2 separate regions of the Sus scrofa genome follow, and region 2 is linked to region 1. Evidence: chromatin contacts called from public HiChIP or PLAC-seq data. All regions are on one chromosome and are shown on one strand. The core of a region is the stretch at or near the end of the contact, and the rest is flanking DNA. Distances in the headings are between cores, read along the strand shown.

Evidence for each region. HiChIP or PLAC-seq counts read pairs in DNA pulled down with a chosen protein or histone mark.
Region 2: an H3K27ac HiChIP or PLAC-seq map of alveolar macrophages shows a contact between it and region 1. The contact joins the promoter of PPP3CB here to the promoter of P4HA1 in region 1. A contact is called at or near these places in 2 of 47 Hi-C or Micro-C datasets (embryonic fibroblasts and liver) and 1 of 2 datasets of contacts at active chromatin or transcription factors (alveolar macrophages).

Annotation. Positions count from the first base shown.
Region 1 is chr14:75,916,366-75,920,766 of Sscrofa11.1, forward strand. P4HA1 (prolyl 4-hydroxylase subunit alpha 1) reads right to left here and starts at 2,537. Exons shown (of 15, transcript NM_001097435.1): 1 at 2,457-2,537. It overlaps NUDT13 (nucleoside diphosphate-linked moiety X motif 13), which reads left to right and starts at 1,691. Exons shown (of 12, transcript XM_021074324.1): 1 at 1,691-2,053.
Region 2 is chr14:76,303,358-76,307,758 of Sscrofa11.1, forward strand. PPP3CB (serine/threonine-protein phosphatase 2B catalytic subunit beta isoform) reads right to left here and starts at 1,988. Exons shown (of 23, transcript XM_021072583.1): 1 at 1,774-1,988. The coding sequence starts at 1,858. It overlaps LOC110256628 (a long non-coding RNA gene), which reads left to right. Exons shown (of 2, transcript XR_002338398.1): 1 at 1-1,786. It overlaps USP54 (inactive ubiquitin carboxyl-terminal hydrolase 54), which reads right to left. Exons shown (of 25, transcript XM_021072539.1): 25 at 3,866-4,401.

The DNA of each region.
Region 1 (4,401 bases), core at 1,287-3,786:
CACAACCCCCTCTGCAGTATTAGAAAAGGTCAACATCTCCTTACCAAAAAGCCAAGATTCGCTTGTAACAGCCTGGACTACCCTGGTAAGATGAATTCTCTCTTTTTTTTTTTTTTTTTTTTTTGCCTCTTACGGTACCACCTGAGGCATATGGAAGTTCCCAGGCTAGGGGTTGAATCAGAGCTGTAGCTGACAGCCTACACCACAGCCACAGCAGCTGGGGATCTGAGCCTTATCCACATCCTACACTATAGCTCACAGCAATGCCGAATTCTTAACCCACTGAGTGAGGCCAGGGATCAAACCTGCATCCTCATGGATACTAGCTGGGCTCATTACAGCTGAGCCGCAACGGGAACTTCCTAATGCTTTATTTTTTTAGTAGAATTTTACACTGTCTAAATTTTTCTGCAGTAATTAAGTGTTGCATATTTTTTTCAATCTGTTTTTTGGCCACGCCCATGATATGTGGAAGTTCCCGGGCCAGGGACTGAACCCATGCCACAGCAGCAACCTTAGCCACTGCAGTGATAACACTGGATTCTTAACCTGCTGCACTGAAAGGGAATGCCTTTCATCTGTTTTTTTCACTACATGTTTCCAAGATACAAAATGGTCAACACCATTATCTGCCTACCAAAGTCCCTGGCTTTCAGTACCTCAAAATACAACTCATTTAAAGACATCAAATAGCATTATTCACCTAAAGACACAAAGCAGTCCTTTCCCTAGTAACTAAGTTCAATCTCAAAGAAGCATTTGGCATCAGCTATCAGCTACCAAGGGACTGAAGGCATAATGTTCCAAAACCAAAACTGACATGACTTTTAAAGGTAAGTGACAAAACCTACACTTCTCACAGAAAGAAAAGGTAAAATGTGAAGTTCACAGTTAAGATTTAGAAATTATATTCACAGGCTAAAAGTCAAAGTTAAACAAAAATCACTGAATGTCTACTCAAATTTTAAATCAAGGCAAAACATACTCAAGGTTATTGACTTTCAGCTAAAATATTTCCTGCCTAAGGTATCCATTTTTTTCATAGATACTTGATGAGAAAAATCCCTTTAAAATGTTTTATATATTAGATTCCAATGTTCCAGCTACAAGGACAGTATATTTCTTATTATTTTAGATAAAGACTAGCCTCATTCATAAGCTACATCTAAATCTAAAAGGGGAAATACTTTCTTCCCAAAACCTGTATCAAAAAAAAAAGAGCCTAAAGTTGATGAAAGAACACTGCTGCCACGTCTTTCCCTTCCCCCACTCAGAAGTGACTATTTCATCCCTTCAGAGTGCATTCCAAGGGAAAGTCCAAGAGCCACAGCTCTTAGAGAAACAAGAAACAGTTAAGTTGAAACTGGCAAGCCTCGTTGGCCTTTTAGATCAATTCCTAAAAGGAAATCTAGGTTCTTCGTCCCTTAAAGCAAACAGTGCAAAATTCCAAGAATCTTCTCCACTCTGTCGGAACGCCAAAGACGTTAGTGTCTAAAAACTGAACTGTATTTAATACATTCGATGACTGAGGAGAAATAGTCTCATACTTATGATACCACTCTTCCTCCCCCTTAAAACATACATCTGGGGGCCATTCGCTTAACTCAAAGTTCTCGCACAAACACAGAATTCGATTTCCTGATGGACTTTTAAAAGCATCAGATTCTGCTGTGAAAGAGCAGAGGGGGGTGGGGAGGGAGAGAAGCTCATGTACCTTTAAAATTTTTATGTGGCAGAAGGAAGGAAGAAGACTAGCTTCCCGGTTGACTGAGAATCTGACAGCCGACTTCCCTACCCAGCCGCCCGAAACTCGCCGCCCGGGGCTACGTCTAACTGCTCGGGCTGCACCGCTGCGCGCAACAGATGAGCCTGAACTTCCCCGGGTATGTCCGCTTCCTAGACCCGACAACTCTTCCGCGGGGTAAAAACGCCCGAGTGCTTCGGCGTGAGCTCTAAGCTTTAAAATCAGTTCTCCACTGCCACATGCTAACCATCTGCTGATTTGGAGGCCGAAAACCGTCGCGTACCCGTCAGCTTTGCAAGCGAGGACCAGGTAAGAGTGGAGCTCGGGAAAATCAACAGGGTTACCCCTCCTCGGGAAGGAATATTCAAGAAAGTACTGGTTCCCGGGGCGGAGACAGAGGCTGCCGCAGCCCCAACAGTCGGGGACGCCAATCTGGGAGGAGGTGGGAAGGGGAGCACCGAGGAGGGCGGAAGGGCCTCTGGGACAACCAGGAGGCGCGGGGCGCTGGACCTGGGGAAGGTACAGAGGAGAAGGTACTGCGGTAGTAAACCAGGGAACCCCTGCCCCCGAGCCATCCCACCAGAGAGGGCAGGGACCAGACCCCCCAGAGCCATCCGAGAAGGGCCGCGGCTGCCCAAGAACTTCAGCCTCAGTAGCCAACGACTACCCAAGGACTTCATCCTCATTCTCCAAGGTCGGAGAAGCGTCTCACCTGAGAAGTGGCAGGGGAGGGCTGCGCGTTCTCCAGTCCTCGACCGCCTTCAGTCAAGCCGGCTCCCTTCTCTAAGCCCGCTGGTGGCTTGACTGGGCAGCAGAGGGAGCCAGTTAGCCCTTTTATAACCTCTAGGCCGCGACGGCAGCGCTAGGGAGGAGGCAACTGCAACCCTCGCTACGTGAGCTCGATCACACCAGCGCCCAGGCGTTTGCGCAGGCGCCCAGCCCAGGCCCTCGCCCCCACCCTTTGCCCACGTCCCACGCCCCAGACTCCCCACCAGCTGGTGAAGTCCGGAGCCGAGGGGAGGGGCCGGCGGGCGGGCGTGTGGTGTAGCGCGCCTGCGCAGGGTCCTCGCCACGCCCTTGTTACCGTGGTTACTCCGGATTTGCCCCACTCCTTTCAACAGGTTGTTTAGCGCCTGGGTTACGCCATCAGCCTCAGGCTGGGACGTCGGAACTCCCAGCAGGGAACTATATTAAATATAAGAATAAGAACATGGGAGTAGAAAATAAGGCAGAAAAGAAGAATCGGGTGGAAAATAACACCGTACCTCATGTCTTGGTATCTCAGCTGTCTTGGTCCTGAGGCTTTTTACTTTACGAACCTCCTTCCTTCACCTACACTCATATGTACCTCGCTCTATCGCTTATCTTTATACTTTATCACTAGATAGTGCACTGCACGCTCTGGAAATTTTCTGGGTTCACTTCCCAGCTCAGTCTCGTAAAACTCTGGGCATTAACTTCTCTGTATCTCAGCTTCCTCTTTTGCAAAATGCGAATGACGTTAGGTAACTCTTAGGATTGTTATGAGAATTAAATAATGTGCGTAAAGCATTTAGCACATGCCTAGCACACAGAAAGGGTTTGGTAAATATTAGATTGTGTTATAGCATGTGAGGAATCCAGTGTTGTGTTTGGTCATAGTCCAACCTTTGTCTTAGTCATTATCGTCCTAAAAGAAAGCTTTAGTATCAGGCAGCAGACAATGAAGGAGAAAGGGAAGAAAGCGAAAGTGTCCGTGAAAGAGAAGACTTGTCTCAGACTTGGTAATCATTAAAAATTGTTTTTTCTAAAGTTTTCCATGAATGCTAAAAAGCATAGCAATAGTTAACATTTAACTCTTATCTAGGAGTTGGGGTTGATTATTACAGATACAGCAATAGTCAAAGAGGGGGTACTTTTCAGAACCCTAGGGAACATAATATAGTGATATAGTGACCCACTAATCAGCAGTTCTTAAAGTGCGGTCTCCAGGTTCACAGGGCAAAATTATTTCATACTGAATCGAAAAACAATGGAATTTTCCAGAGACTACATGTCCTGTGATAGTGCAACAGATTGCATGCAGAAGAATGAGAATCTTCTATTAGGCTAGATACTAAAGAAATTTGCAGAAATGTAAAATGTCATTCTTCTCACCAAATTCTTTTTGCTCTGAAAAATGGTTATTTTTCATTAAAAAATGTTATTTATATTAACATGTAACAGATTTATTATTTATTGTTTTTAAATGAATTAATATTTTGCATGTTTGTTTTACTCCTAATACAGCAAATGTTGATAGATATGATATGATCCACATAAAAGCTTTCTGGAGTCCTCAGTGCTTTTTAGGAGTGTGAAACAATTATGAGAACAAGTGTTTCAGAACCACTAGTCTAAACAAACAGCAGGGAGCACTTTGACACAGGAGGCAAAGATCTCTTCCTCAAATCTTTGTCTCAAGTGAAGCTGTAATCAGTCTATCCACTGCCCCTATATAGAGCAGACTCTGAAAATTGCAATTCACCCTGTAAATTAAATAGCTCCAGACCTTAAGGGAGATTTACTGTGAAGATAAGAAAGCTTAGCTTCAGGGGCCATCATTTACACTAGCCCTTTCCAAGACCCTGGAAGGAGCCCCAGCAATATGCTCACACAGCCATATGCTTTTGTAAAAT
Region 2 (4,401 bases), core at 738-3,237, 390 kb after region 1:
TCATTTACAACTCACCACTAAGGAACATGCTTATGTTTGGAATCTTATTTTCACTGTACAGGGGAAACATTACTACATACATGACAAGAAACAAGAAGATTCACAAGCATAACAATAGCATAAACTCACTGTTCAGGAATGTGACTGGTTGTCCTACCTAAGAGTAGGGTCAAAAGCGTCCAGGGAAATTAATACAGCACAGGTATACAGTCAAAAATGAAGAAGGAGCCCATGTCTCCTAGTCCCACCCCCTAAAAAGTCAGGATTTCAGGACAGGATGAGCACCTGAACCACCAATCTTTCGTCTTTTTTTTTTTTTGGTTGCGGGGCAGGCTGCACCCACCAAATGTAAAAGTTCCTGACCAGGCACTGAGCCCAAGCCACGAAAGTGACAACGCTGGATCCTTAACCCGCTAGGCCAAAAGGGAACTCCTTTTTTCTCTTTTTTAAAAAGATTTCTCAGGACAAGGATTCCATAAACTCTTTATTGAGCTCATTCCAATGCCTGGCCAGAAAAGACATACTACTACTAAGTTTTTCATTTTATCCACATAAGACTAGATACAAACCAGTGTTATTACTAAAGGAAGCTCAAATTGGAGAGAAAAAAAAAATTAAAAAAAACACCAAGGAAAAAGTTTTTCTTGTTTTTAAATATTTTAATGGAAATATGTCTGGTCAGATTTCCAAAACTGGGCTAACAGTGTTTAAACATTGTGCCAGAATATTTGAGAAGCTTAATGAAATAAAACAAATAGAAGTATCTGTTTCAAAAGTAAACGTGATACAATAGAGAAAACTTTATTCTAAAATGATTTTAATTTATTGACCAAGCTACATGGTAAGAAAAATCATTTCAAATTGTTTTTCATCTCCACAGCAGTATTTGAAGTTGATGGGCTTTCCCAGAGAGTATGGAGATCTCAAGCGACTCTCAATTAGCCCTCAATTTCTCTTTTAAATGAATCTGCTGACCTGTGGTCTTTAAACATCCATAAATCTTGCCCCAGCCGATAAATATCTAACTTTTTCTTCTAAGGGGAGTGTGTGGGTGTCTGTCTGCAGGGAAGGGGTAACCCTTTTTGGTTTTTGACCAAAGAATGTTGACGGTTTTCTAAGCAAATGTTTCTTCCTATGCACGAGGCTTTTTCTTTGAAGCTGCCTTTTTTTCCCATCTATCCTGCACGTCAAGCCTGGGGCCCCCACATTCTGGCCCGTCCCTTCACCCTGTCCAATCCCATATAGTTCCCTTAATTTCCGCGCGGGGTGACACCAGAGGGCCGAGCGCGAAGCCTGCGGCTGGCGCTAACTAGGCGCGAAGAGGGCGGACTGCTGTCACTGGGGAGCAGGCGTGGGCCAAAGCCGAGGTGATTTCTGACTGCTCATCGCCCAGCCCCGCGTGGCTGAAGGTCTCCGAACCCCTCGGTCCGGCCCGGCAAGCCAGGCGTGCAGCTGTCGCGGTGCAGGAAGCTAATCGCGGCCTCTGGGCCGCTTTGACAGGCCGAGTTGGAAAAGAAAGGGGTTCACTGCGACTAGTAGCCTCACCCCTTCAGCTAAGAGACCTCGAGAGCGAAACCCCCGCCTCGGCCTCAAGGCAAGCGAGAGACCTCGGAGCCACAGCCCAGCCCAGCAGGGGCCCGCCCAGGGGCCACTCCCCAAGGGAGGCAGCCAGTCACTCGCCCGCCCTTCCGGGCCCGCTCCGGAGGGGACGGTCTCCCGCCCGCCCTCAACAGCTCCTCAGGCCAGGCCCCCAGGGCTTCGTCCACCTCTCACCTTTGACGACGCGGTCAGCCCCGGGAGGGGGCGGCGGGGGCGGGGGTGGGGGCGGTGCAGCCCGGGCCGGCTCCGGGGCGGCCATGCTGGGCCCGGGGCTCGGCTAGGCGCTGGGCCGGGCGGGGTTGGGGGCGGGGGCGGCGGCTACCAGAGCCAAGCGGCGGCGCCGCCGGGGAACATGGCGGACCCTCTTTCCCTACAGAGGGGCTAAGACCGGCATGCACCGCGCGTGCGGGGGCGGGGGCGGAGCAGGCTCTAGGGACTTGGGCAAAATTACTGAGGCTAGGAGAGAAACAGGACGAGGCTAAGGGATCAGGTTAAAATTCTGGGCAGGCAGAAATAAAAGAGAAGGGAGAGGACCTGCTGTCTATAGCTAGTTGCTGGGGTGAATGAGTGCTTGGGATCACCAGCTTTCATGGAGCTTCCAATAATATGGGGAGACGTAATCAAACCTTAGAATCTCTTAGTAATAGAGAAACAAACGTATAACAATTTGGCCACCAGATCTGCGTACTTTGGTTGGTAAGAGACAGGAGAAATAGAGGAAGCTTTGTAGGTTCTACAGCAAAGCAAGCGTTCAAAATGGAGTTTGAGAGAGAATCTGACCCTGTGTTTATAGGCTGGAACTGCCAAGAGTGGGAAGGCATGGAATAAAAATGCAGCCACAGCAGACGAGGCTCCGAGGGTTGAGTCAAAACAGGAGGAAAGGAAGGGATGACACCAGGAGATGTTCAAAGGGTCTACAGAATTCACCGGAAAAGGACAGCTTCCCTCTTGATTCATTTAGAAAATAGAGATTTTTAAGACAGAGGCGTAAATAGGAAATTAGTTCCTCATTAGAAAAACCTCAGAGTATTTCTGTGCATACATACAGAAATGTGGGCTCAGGACTTTCGGAAATTTTATAGAGACAGATATTCATGGAGAAGGGAGTAGTGGGACAGGAACCAACTCTTCAAGCAACAATTATTAGATGAAGAGTGTGCGTATGACTCCAGTAGAGGTACTGAATCATGAACAGAGACCAGCATGTCCAGTAAGATCTATATAATCTTGATGACATAGGATCCAAGCTTTAGCGTGAGAAATTCCTGCCCATCCTCCTGCTCAAGACTGCATGGGCTTATGTTCATAATGTTTAATAATTAGGTAAACAGTTGTCCAGAGATGTCAAAGAGCACCTTTCTACCTCTTCGTTTTATTAGGTCTCAATGATTCTGAGACCTGAGGTAAAAGAGAAGAGAAATGCCCAGTGAGTATTCTTTGCAAAGGGAGCCCACAAGATATTTCTAAGAGGTAGATAAATTTGGGAGTGAGGCAGGGTGAAAATGGATCTTTCTGGTATGAAAGTGCAATAATCCTATAGGGGAAGGGAAGGGGTAGCCATGGGAAGAGATCAAGGAAGGGATAAGAGGCACATCACAAACTTGTAGAAGAAGGGCCCAAGAGTATAAAGATAAGGAGTAAGTTTGTAAGAGGAGTTTGAATCCCCAGAAAATCTACCCAAGGAGGGGAGGAAAAAGTGTGTAATGTGTTGAGTGCCTCTTGGCAGAAAAGGGATAGAAAATACACTGATAGCAGTAATAACAAGGAGTTCCCATTGCGGCACAGCGGAAATAAATCCGACTAGGAACCATGAGGTTGCAGGCTTGATCCCCACCCTCACTCAGAGGGTTAAGGATCCGGTGTTGTCGTGAGCTGTGGTGTAGGTCACAAATGCATCTCAAATCCTGCATTGCTGTGGCTGTGGTATAGGCCAGCAGCTATAGCTCCAATTCGACCCCTAGCCTGGGAACCTCCGTATGCTGCGGGTGTGGCCCTAAAAAGCAAAAAATAATAATTAGTAATAGGGAAAGTCAGTCTATATTAGGTCCCATTGACTCCTACCTTGAATATACACCCTTCAAATATCCTTCAGCTCCTTTTTGGCTCCTCACTGTCAATCACAGATAGATATCTTTGTGTCATGGCTCTCTCTGAGAGCCCCAGGCCACTTCGAATTGGTATTTCTGGCTTCTCCAGGCCTCCCACCCCAAAATAAAAAATTGAGAGTATATAAAAGGCATTAAATAGACAATTAAATGACAAGAAATTAAATAGAACTATCTCATAGATTTATTAATGAAAAATACTTTACAAAAACAGTATGTTTGACCCTAAAATAGTTCAGCTGACTCTGAGGGTTTACAATGGCGACTGAGCAAGTGGCAGTAATGGCTCTGCTGCAGACGACAGGAGGGTATGTTAGTGTGCCTGACTCCATCTGTTCAGAAGAGCAAATACTGTGTTGGCAGCTCCGCATTCTAGGCCTAAGGTTTGGGAGCAGAGGGAAGGCTGGTAGTCTGGGCAGATGGGCTAGCCTGAATGATGTGGTCAGGACCAAGACCACATAGCTACATGTTCCTCCAAGGATGGGGGGGTGAGGAAATCACAAGATCAGGTAACAGGGATGGGCGGATAAAACACAAAACAGATGTTGGTAATATAGTAAGGAACAGAGGATGAGGGCTTAGGTGCAGGTGGAGGCATAGATATCCAGAACTAAAATGGTGACCCTAAGATCCTAAGCAATAGCTAGTTTCCAGAGTAATATGGATTCATCTTTAAAGTGGGTCAAATAAAGCCCTA